Linked DNA regions of Danio rerio: region 2 is linked to region 1. A link is a contact called in public Micro-C data. All regions are on one chromosome and are shown on one strand. The core of a region is the stretch at or near the end of the contact, and the rest is flanking DNA. Distances in the headings are between cores, read along the strand shown.

What was found. Hi-C and Micro-C count contacts between places; a contact is called where the count stands out from the background.
Region 2: a contact with region 1 is called in a Micro-C map of caudal fin, with 15 times the contacts expected there. The contact joins the promoter of col12a1a here to the promoter of zgc:113372 in region 1. A contact is called at or near these places in 2 of 18 Hi-C or Micro-C datasets (caudal fin and an unstated tissue) and 1 of 4 datasets of contacts at active chromatin or transcription factors (caudal fin).

What each region holds. Positions count from the first base shown.
Region 1 is chr17:55,690,216-55,695,994 of GRCz12tu, reverse strand. zgc:113372 reads right to left here and starts at 2,897. Exons shown (of 4, transcript NM_001431091.1): 1 at 2,600-2,897; 2 at 1,339-1,413. zgc:171599 reads left to right here and starts at 3,114. Exons shown (of 3, transcript NM_001111221.2): 1 at 3,114-3,387; 2 at 4,241-4,539. The coding sequence starts at 4,371.
Region 2 is chr17:56,034,270-56,040,137 of GRCz12tu, reverse strand. It overlaps col12a1a (collagen, type XII, alpha 1a), which reads left to right and starts at 2,096. Exons shown (of 49, transcript XM_073927627.1): 1 at 2,096-2,189; 2 at 3,015-3,120. The coding sequence starts at 3,051.

The DNA of each region.
Region 1 (5,779 bases), core at 1,648-4,147:
TGAAGTCAGAATTATTTGCCCCCCTGAATTAATAGCGCCCCTGTTTATTTTTTTCCCCAATTTCTGTTTAATGGAGGGAAGATTGTTTCAACACATTTTTAAGCATAATAGTTTTAAAAACCTATTTCTAATAACTGATTTATTTTATCTTTGCCATGATGACAGTAAATAATATTTGACTAGATATTTTTCAAGACACTTCTATACAGCTTAAAGTGACATTTAAAGGCTTAACTAGGTTAAAAAGGTTAACTAGGCAGGATAGGGTAATTAGGCAAGTTATTCTATAACGATGGTTTGTTCTGTAGATTATAGAAAATTTTTTTAGCTTAAAGGGCTAATAATTTAGTCCCAAAATAGTTTTTTTTTTTAAATTCAAAACTGCTTTTATTCTAGCCAAAATAAAACAAATAAGACTTTTTTTCTAAAAGAAAAAATATTATCAGACATACTGTGATTTCCTTGCTCTGTTAAACATCATTTAGGAAATATTTAAAAAAAGAAAAAAAATTAAAAGAGGGCTAATAATTCTGACTTCAACTCTGTATATATATATATATATAAATATATAGTCTGGGAGCCCAGCCAAAACCAGCTATGTCCAGCTTAAACCAGGCTGGTCAAGCTGGTTTTAGCTGGTCAGTTTCCAGCCTGACCAGCTAAGACCAGGCTGGAAATGGCTGGAAACCAGCCTGGAAATGACCAAAACCCCTCTAAACCAGCCTGGTCGACCAGCTAAAACCAACCAACAAGCCTAGGCTGGTTTAAGCTGGATTTTTCTGCAGGGATGACACCTCCATAGAGTTAGAGATGTTGTGCAATCAGCTAAAATGTTGCCAGAATTGTTTTTTAAGTATCTGCAATGTATACTGCGTCACTAAAAATGATTAGGGTCATCTCAATGAGTTGTGTGACAAGTCAATATATTGATTATTGTGACAGGTCTAGTTCTATTGTCTAATTAAAAAAAAATCTAACATGGCCTATCTCAGTCAATATTAAAGATATCAAGGTTACATTTATTTAGCATGCCAAATATTTCACAGGCGTCTGCAGATCAGATTGTGTCTTTGATTGAGGTAAATTAGGTTTTACATTTATACATTCGTTTGTTTTTATGAAGAGACAACTTGTGACGCGCTACTTTAAATATTCAATCTGAAATCGCATGCAAGCGTGACTTAAAAAATATATTAGCACTATTTTAATGACTGTGAACAATACTGTACTTTTATAGTCTGCTAATATGATTTCACAATTTAAAATTAGCAAAGAATACTTTTATCAAACTATATTTAAGGAGAAAGTCAGAATGGGTGAATTTAAAACCAACTGTACCTCAATGTGTCTTTGATAATGCTGTGTGGTTGTCGGCTGCTTGAATGAGCACAAATTTTGGCGATTTCACAAAACCTGTCGGTGAGGAAACATAGTTTAGAGTTGGTTTTATATTCAGACTTTCTCATTTTATAAAATATTAAAACAGAATGTAAAAAGGCCGATGTCAGATCAATCATCATGACTTTCAATTATTCATAACTGCATTTTAAAACAGCTGATAAACACGCTTATCACAATAGAATTTTTTACGTCATTTATGAAGAATATCACTAATATGTGTTCAAATGAGATGTTATCCCTTTTTTTAATTATATAAATGATTAAAACCTTTTTGAAACAGATCATTTGTATATGATTCATCACATACAACATTCTAGTGGTAAAGTTGGTATTAGATTCGCACATTCGTTCATTTAGAAGTCTCTATATTGTTTACCATGTTACTTTGAATATTCGATCGGAATTAGCATGCAAGTATGACTTTAAAACAACATTAACACTATCTATATCACTGTGAACAATGTTGTACTTTAATAGTCACTGGCTGCTAATATGACTTCCCTATTTACAAAGAATACTTTTCTGAAATTATATTATTAAGGAGAAAGTCTGAATATCCAAATATAAAACCAACCAATTCAAAAAATGTAATGGGGTAAAGTTGGTTTTATATTCACACATTCTGAGTTTCTCCATAATAATATAATTTCAGAAAAGTATTCTTCGCAAATGATAAATAGTAAAATCAAGTTAGCAACAAATGCAGACATCAAAGTACAACATTGTTCACAGTCAAATAAATAGTGCTAATGTTGTTCTCAAGTTATACTTACATGTGATTTCAGACCAAATATTAAAAATACCATGGTAAACAATACATGATAGAGGTAAAGTTGGTTTTATATTCGCTCATTCGTGTGTTGTTTACCATGGTATTATGAATATTCGATCGGAATTAGCATGCAAGTATGACTTGTAAACAACATTAACACTCATCTAATTCACTATGAACAATGCTGAACTTTGATAGTCATTTGCTGCTAATTTGATTTCCTTATTTACAATTTGCAAAGATTACTTTTCTTACTTACATTATTAAGGAGAACGTCTGAATATCCAAATATAAAACCAACTTTACCTCTATCAATATATGGAGCATGACACAAGTTGTCTCTTAATGAAGGTGCAAATATACACCCAACTTTACCTCAATACTAAACGCCGCTTAACTCTAGCGAGCAGATACAAAGATATTTACTGTTGTTTGGTCCCAGTGATGCGAAGACCCGACGACCAGGGCAGATGACATTGGAACAACTGTGTCAGCAGAACCAACAATCGTCTTGAAACCAGCTTCTTCTACGACTTTCAGTCATTTGTTAGTCACCCGTCTGGACGCAATGACCGATTTCAGTCCATAACTAACCAAAAGCAACTTGAAGCTTGGCGCGCGACGTCGACAGTCTTCAGAGAGGAAGACTACACTTCAAACAAAAGCATAATAAAGAAAAGAGTAAAAAGGAGTCTCCAACAGACCCTACTTCTTCTTACAGTTTACGGCGGTTGACATCTATCATCGTTCCGGTGCGCCACCTTCAGCTCTGGTGTGTCGATCAGTCTGTACTTCATCGCTGACACTCCGGAGCTGAAGGTGGCGGTAATGCAACAAAACGATGACGGACATCAAGCGCCGTAAAGTGTACAAAAAACATGCAGGATCCGTCAGAGGCCACACGCAGATTGCTAATAGCTGTTTTCTTTATTATACTTTTGTTTAACGTGTAGTTTTCCCTCATAGAAGACTTTCGACATCGCGCGTCAAGCTTGAGTCAAGTTACTTTTGGTTTGTTATCGACTGAGATCGGTCATTACAGCCAGATGGGAGACTAACGAGACTGAAAGTCGTAGCACGAACATTAAATCATTCCATATAAAAAAAAAATCTGGTTTCAAGACGATTGTTGCTTCTTCTGACAGAGTTGGACAAGTTCCAGTGTCATCTGCCCTGGTCGTCGGCTCTTCGCGCATCACTGGGACCAAACAACAGTAAATATCAGTTTATATCTGCTCGAGTAAAGAGGCCTTTAGTTTGTGCCACAACTCTATCAGCACCCACAATAGAGGTAAAGTTGGTTTTATATTCGCACATTCGTTCATTTAGCAGTCCCTATATTGTTTACCATGTTATTATGAATATTCGATCAGAATTAGCATGCAAGTATGACTTGAAAACAACATTAACACTGTCTAATTCACTGTGAACAATGTTGTACTTTGATAGTCATTGGCGGCTGATTTCCCTATTTACAATTTGCAAAGAATACTTTAATAAAATTATATTATTAAGAAGAATGTCTGAATATCCGATTATAAAGCCAACTTTCATTCAGTAATTTCACTTTGATGGCAAAGAAAAGGTTATTTTCAACACTTTTAACATGAAATAACTGAACATAAACACAAGAATCTGAAAAAAAAATGCTCACTGTAGAAGAAAATTTCAGATGGCACTTTGAGGTTTTTTTCTTCTGAACTCGTTATATGCGTTTCTAAAGTAAATGTATAACTACCATACCAAGTGTTATGTTTTTTTCTTTTATAAAATAATTTTTAAGTTGTTACCCACAGTCGATGGGTTGTCTGTTTTTTTAACAATTTGTAAATTTCTTGGTTTATACTTATCTATTCCTGTATTGATGTTTGATATGTTCAACTTGTCATTTTTTTGCAATTAAAACCAGTTAAATTTTTGATAGTATAATAACAAAAAAAAAAGATTTTGTAGTTGGTTGCATTAAAAATTGAAAGATTGATTGAAGCAAACATAAAATGTTAAGTAAAAGAAGAAAATATTAACTAAAGAGAAAAATATTAACTGAAATCTCTTTAATCTTGGCAGATCTCTTCCATCTATTAAGCTCCTCCTCCTGTAGTGAAGCTCCTCCTTCCTTTTAGTTCAGCTATAAATTCTGGAATATTCCCATCTGATTGAAGTGAAATTGCAGAGTTTATTGAAGGACAGAAAGAGCATGAGTGATCCAGAACTGTGCAGAGTTAAACAGGAAGAGACCGATGACAGAGAGAACATGAGTGACTCAGAACCCTGCAGAATTGATCGGGAAGGCACCAAGGACAGAGAGAACATGAATGATCCAGAACCCTGCAGAATTAATGAGGAAGAGACCGAAGAACAAACAGGTTGGTGTTTTTTTTCTGACCCTTTATTAACGATGTTGATGAATTTTAAAGATAAAAACCTTTGAACTGGTTTATTCTGTGCAGTATACGTTAAAAAAATTATAAATGTAAAAAATAAGTAGTAGACGCTTGCCCCTTTCACACATACAGACCTTTGTGGAAAATGAGTAGCAATTTTGTATGTGTAAACAGGCTCTTTTGTAAAATATCGGTAAATTTGTAATGGCAATTTTCAGGAAAGAAGGTTGTAACATTACTGGTAATTTGCCGGAAAGAGCGCGTTTGTGTCTAGAGCGTGCTGACAAATATTTCGCTAACCAAATCAGCCACTTTTGACGCTCATAAACAATCATAAAGCCTTCGTACTTAGGAGGTTTGCTAAAGGTGCGCAGCTGTGATTCAGTGAGGCGTTTGAGTCATTAATAAATTACTACAGTTTGTGTTCACTGAACAGTAATAATGATTAAATAATCCACATTAAACGGTCCCTTAAAAGTCACGTCTCGCTTTCAGTTTCGGGCTTAGGTGCATTTTGCACTCACACACACAAGCGTACCGTGCCAAAGCCCAAGTGAACCGCGCCTGAGCCCGATTCAGAGCACTGTTTGGATAGCATAGTGTGAATAGGCCCTAATATCCTTTGAACATTTTTCCAGACACATTTAGCTGCTAGATGTTAGTCAGATTACGTTTCTGTTCCTTCTTAATGCCAACTGTGTAAAAAATATCGATAAAATCCTTATGATAAACCGCCGTCCGTTAACCTTCAAGCTGTGCTTGACGTATGTGCACTAGAGCTGCACAATTAATCGCGATCTCGATTCGACCCCCTAGATGATCTTAATTCTGCATTTCTACGATTCTGCCAATCATATTTTCAAGTTCAGGAGAGAAGAAAAGGCGGCTTGTCGAGTCTTTTCTTTGTTTCAAATATGTTGCTCAGTGACATTGACACCTCCAAATGATGTTGAATGAGTCACATACTGTATTTATAAGGTATTATTCACCTAAAAAAATGTCAATTTTTGTCTCCAAATAATTATGTTTTCGCGGCTGGGAAATCACACGTGACGTGACCTGCTGACCGTGAGCAGAAAAGGCGCGCGTCTACTTTAGTGAACAGAACCTGCATATGTTGCGAGTAACAGGTAATACAGTTGTAAATAATATTCAGTTTGTGGCACAGAGTGATCGTTTGGGAGCCGTGCGGGAAGTATTAACAGTACTTAGCAGTCAAAAT
Region 2 (5,868 bases), core at 847-3,346, 340 kb before region 1:
AAGAATGCTGGAAATCTGTAACCATTTAATTTCATAGTATTTGTTTCCTGACGTGATTTTTTTTTTTTAACTGCGCATTTCAGTTTGACTTAGACCACTAATGAACATTGGGTACCTGCAATGAAAAAAAAAGGTTTACCACCATATAAAAAATATATATATATATATATATATATATATATATATATATATATATATATATATATATATATATATATATATATATTCATTCATTTTCTTGTCGGTTTAGTCCATTTATTAATCCGGGGTCGCCACAGTGGAATGAACTGCCAACTTAACCAGCAAGTTTTTACACAGCGAATGCCCTTCCAGCCGCAACCCATCTCTGGGAAACATACACACACACACATTCACACACACACTCATACACTAGGACAATTTAGCCTACCCAATTCACCTGTACCGCATGTCTTTGGACTGTGGGGGAAACCGGAGCACCCGGAGGAAACCCACATGAAGGCAGGGTGAACATGCAAACTCCACACAGAAACGCCAACTGAGCCGAGGTTCGAATCAGCGACCCAGCAACCTTCTTGCTGTGAAGCGACAGCCTACTGCGCCACTGCCTCGCCTTATATAATAATAATAATAATAATAATAATCAGATTTATTCATACTAAATAATTATAATGTATGTATAGTGTCTGACTCCAGCGACGCTCCAGGGACAGACGAGTCTTCATTGAGGCCATCTTCCAGCATAAACCACGGCGAATGAAGCTCTGCACAAGACTTTTGGCCAGCGGAGAAATTAAAATGGTCGTGCCCAACTGAGTCTGGTTCTCTCAAGGTTTTTTTTTTCTTCACTCCCATCAGGTGAAGTTTTTTTTCCCTCTCCGCTGTGGCCACTGCCTCGCATGGTTCAGGATTGGTAGAGCTACGCATCGATGAATTTGCTCTTCAGTGTTTGAACTCTCAGTAATGATTAAATCACACTGAACTGAGCTAAACTGAACTGAACTGAACTTAAACACTAAAACCTGAACCACACTGTTCCAGTTACTATGACCATTTATGTGAAGCTGCTTTGACACAATCTACATTGTAAAAGCGCTATACAAATAAAGCTGAATTGAATTGAATTATGTTTTTGGGTAATGGGGCGTGGCCGTTGTCTATAAACCCCCAGGGGTTACTTTGATGGGCTGCACTACTGCAGCACAAAAGGAAGGGAAACATTTCAGTTCGTTTGTATGCTGTCTGAATTGTTTGTTTGAGACAATTACATGTGTTCCAATGGGAGTAATAAATAGTCAACCACACTGCAAAAAATGCTTTTCTTGCATAGATTTTTTTTGTCTTGTTTCTAGTCCAAATATCTAAAAATTCTTATATCAAGAAATATTTTCAAGGCAAGCAAAACATATGGTCTTGTTTTCAGAAATAATATCCCAATATTGAGGGAGTTTTACCTTGAAACAAGCAAAATAATCTGCCAATGGGGTAAGCAAATTAATCTTGTTTTTCCTTTTGACATAAGATTATTTTGCTTACCCCATTGGCAGATTATTTAGCTTGTTTTAAGTGAAAACTCACTTAATTTTGCCATATTATATCTTAAAACAAGACAGTATGTTTTGCTTATTTAGAAAATGTTTCTTGATTTAAGGGTTTTTAGATATTTGGACTAGAAACAAGACAAAAAAATCTAAGTAAGAAAAGCATTTTCTTGCAGTGCACATAGTTTCTATATGGTTCTAGTTTTTTTTTTCGGTGGGGGGTTTGGTGGATATGGGGTGGTTCGCCCAGGGTGCCATTTAAACTAGAACCGCCACTGAATCGAAGAGCATGCTAAATTATCAAAAATGACATCAATTATATCTTCCAAATGCTTTGTGGTGTTACTTCTGACTCACTTTTCCTTCGGAGAATCACAGACGTAATTTACCTCAGAGGGAAAATAGAGCCAGCAGCACATCTGCATCCCGCTGAGGTGGATTTCAGCACATTCCTCCTCCAGAGCAGAGCTCGTATCTCTGATGTAAAAGAGGGGGCTCCATTCTTGAGGAATTTCGTCAGGGAGTAAAAGTTGGGAACAACCCCCTATTTAGTGTCAGGTTGTGCTGAGAAACCTCCCATTCTCTCCTAGGCTTTCCCTCAGTGCTGGAGCAGCGAGTCTGACTGCAGGACATCGGCTTTACATCTCTGAGACCCGCGCAGTTTTACAGGTCGGGCTGACATTTCTTTACTTCAGGATCAGCTTTTTTTAATGAGTTGCTGTTTGGGTTTATAATAATTCGGCTCGTGGGTGAAATTGTTTTGAGGTTAAATAATTGTTATTGGAGATGTTTTTAGCGTCTGAAAAGTCGTTGTTTAGGATATTATATATTTAGAGGATTTTTATAATTTCATTAATTAACGCATGCTTATTTAGTCTTTTGTTGCCATTTTTGGTATTTAAAAAAAACATTTTTATGTTTAAATGTTTACCAGAAACCAAACTGATATATTTATCAATGTACGTCCCATAGCATATTTATCAGATTAATGATTTTGCGTTGTCGCTCCACTTTTGTTTACATCCACGTGGTGGCGCTCGAGAGCTACAATGCAGATTTCAGTGTAAATTCTACACAATAATTCATATTAATTGCTTACAATGATTTAAACTCGTTTAGACTACAGAATGACAATATTAAGCACAAGCTATTATTGCGATTATCAGGATGATCTTAAAGGGACAGTTATTAAAATGTTCCTCAAGTAATTTCATCTTTTATAAGTTTTTTCTTTTTTTCTGTTGAACACAAAGGAATATATTTTGAAGATGAAAACTTATAACCATCGACTACCAAAGTAGGAAAAATAAGTCAATGGTTACAGGCTTCCAACATTTTTCTAATTATCTTCTTTTGTGGTTTACAGAAAAAAGAAACTCAAAGTATATACTCTCAAATATTAATTTTTGGGTGAACTTTCGCTTAAGTTAAAATAATGTGCGATGATTACAGAAGTGCTGGTGAGGTATTTATATTTTTTTTCTGTCTTTGTAGATTAAGTAATGAGCTGCTGACTGTGTGTGTGTAAACATGAAGATCAGGTTGTCTTTGGCCGCTGCTGCGCTCTTGACTCTAGTACTCAGTTCAGTAGAGGCTCAAGGTAAAGTTCACTACATTTTATTGATGAATATATGTCATTTTAATTAAAACTAATGAAATATGTCTTGTTCATACTCAGACACTAGACACAAACTTAAAATTGAATGAACTGTTCAGTTATGAAACCACACTTGTTTTATTATCTTCATAATTATTTTGTTTTATATACTTGCACACTACACAGTTGAAGTCAGAATTATTAGCCCCCCTTTGATTTATTTTTTATTTTTTAAATATTTCCAAAACAATGTTTAACAGAGCAAGGAAATTTTCACAGTATGTCTGATAATATTTTTTCTTCCGGAAAAACTCTTTTTTTGTTTTATTTCGGCTAGAATGAAAGCAGTTTTTAATTTTTTAAACACCATTTTAAGGTCAATATTATTAGCCCCTTTAAGCTATTTTTTCAGTAGTCTACAGAACAAACCATCATTATACAGTAACCTAATTATCATAACCTGCCTAATTAACCTAGTTAAGCCTTTAAATGTCACTTTAAGCTGTATAGAAGTGTCTTGAAAAATATCTGGTCAAATATTATTTACCGTCATCATGGCAAATATGAAATAAATTAGTTATTAGAGATGAGTTATTATGTTTAGAAATGTGTTGAAAAAAAACTGCTTTCCGTTAAACAGAAATTGGAGAAAAAAATAATTTAGGGGGGCTTATAATTATGACTTCAACTGTATATTAATCTCAGCTAAGCTAGAAATATGTGATTTAATAAATATATACCCATAAAATATGTTATATTTGTTTACAAATGTTACTTTTTATGCTATGTATTTAAGATTTGTTACACACACACACAAACACACACACACACACACACACACACACACACACACACACACACACACACACACACACACATATTCTACTTAACACTTTAAGCTTGAAAAATAGCTGTGTAGTCTTGCATTTGTGGCGAGGCTTGTCTCTGCAGATCCGCATTATGAAACAGCAGTCTGGGACGGTCATCACCTCCTCCGTGAGTCAGTTACTGCCCACTAAATTACTGTAATGGGGCTGCTTAATTGCTTGAAGAGCTGGAACGAACATTTCTGTTAAACATCATCATTATTAAACATCAGGAAAAAAAGGTCCAACTGCAGACTTTCCATATGTGAACGAAGGGAAACATTGGGCATTTATTGGCTCAGATAGAAGTTAAGCATCACATATGGTGGTCAACCATTTTTACATTTTTATTTCAGATACTCCATGTTTTAAAATAGAAATTACTTAAAGGGACAGTACACCCAAAAATAAAAATCACCTCACTAGTTTTTTTCTTCTGTTGAACACAAAGTAAGTTACTTTGAAGGCAACCTGTAACCATCGACTTTTGTAAAACAAATACTATGAAAGTCAGTGGTTTCCGGTTTAAAACATTTTTCTAAATATCTTCTTTTGTGTTTAACAGAAGAATGAAACTCACAAAGGTTTAAATCATGTAAATTAGGGGTGTCCAAACTCGCTCCTGGAAGGCCGGTGTCCTGCAAATTTTAACTCCAACTTGCCTCAACACACCTGCACGGATGTTTCTAGAAAGCCTAGTAGGAGCTTGATTAGCTAGCCCAGGTGTGACTGATTGTGGTTGGAACTAAACTTTGCAGGACACCGGCCCTCCAGGACCGAGTTTGGACACCCCTGCTGTAAATAGAGAGTCAATGATGATAGTTTGGGTGTACTGTCTCTTTAATTTGGACCCTGTAAGCTGGGTCAGGGTTGCCAGGTCCGAGAACAATTTTCACCCTAAAATCAAATCATCTTAAAAACTCATTTGAAAAGAACTACATTTTAGATTCATTCATTCATTCATTCATTCATTCATTCATTCATTCATTCATTCATTCATTCATTCATTCATTCATTTGGACGATTTTAGCTGTCTAATAAAATAAGCTGTCTAATAAATAATGTTAAAAATATATATTAATCTAAACTGTATATATAAGTTGTAAAAAAAACAACAATGTAATTTTATTGTTTATTTCTGGCAGCTGGGGTGTTAAATTACAGAAATATACCATAAAATAATGAATATTAAATTACAGAAATTTTCTTAAATTTAAATTTCTGATAAATTTCTGTTATTTAATAAAAAAAAAAAAAAAAAAAAAAAATAATAATTTAATTTAAAAATTAATAAAAGGGGGGCTAATAATTATGACATATTTTTATTATAATTATGATATATATTTTAGCCCCACTTTATTATTATTTTTATTTTTTTCAATATTTCCCAAATGATGTTGAACAGAGCAAGGACATTTTTACTGTATGTCTGCTAATATTTTTTCTTCTGGAGAAAGTCTTAATTGTTTTATTTCGGCAAGAATAAAAGCTGTTTTAAAATTTTTTAAACAATGTTTTAAGGTCAATATTTTTTTCGATAGTCTACAGAACAAACCATCGTTATAGAATAACTTGCCTAATTACCCTAACCTGCCTAGTTTACTTAATTAACCTAGTTAAGTCTTTAAATGTCACTTTAAACTGTATAGAAGTGTCTTGAAAAATATCTAGTCAAATATTATTTACTGTCATCATGGCAAAGATAAAATAAATCAGTTATTAGAGATGAGTTATTAAAACTATTATGTTTAGAAATGTGTTGAAAAAAATCTTCTCTCCGTTAAAGAGAAATTGGGGGAAAAATAAACGGGGGAGTGGGGAGGAGTGGGGCTAATAATTCAGACTTTAACTGTACATGTATTTTGATTTTTTTATACATAACACT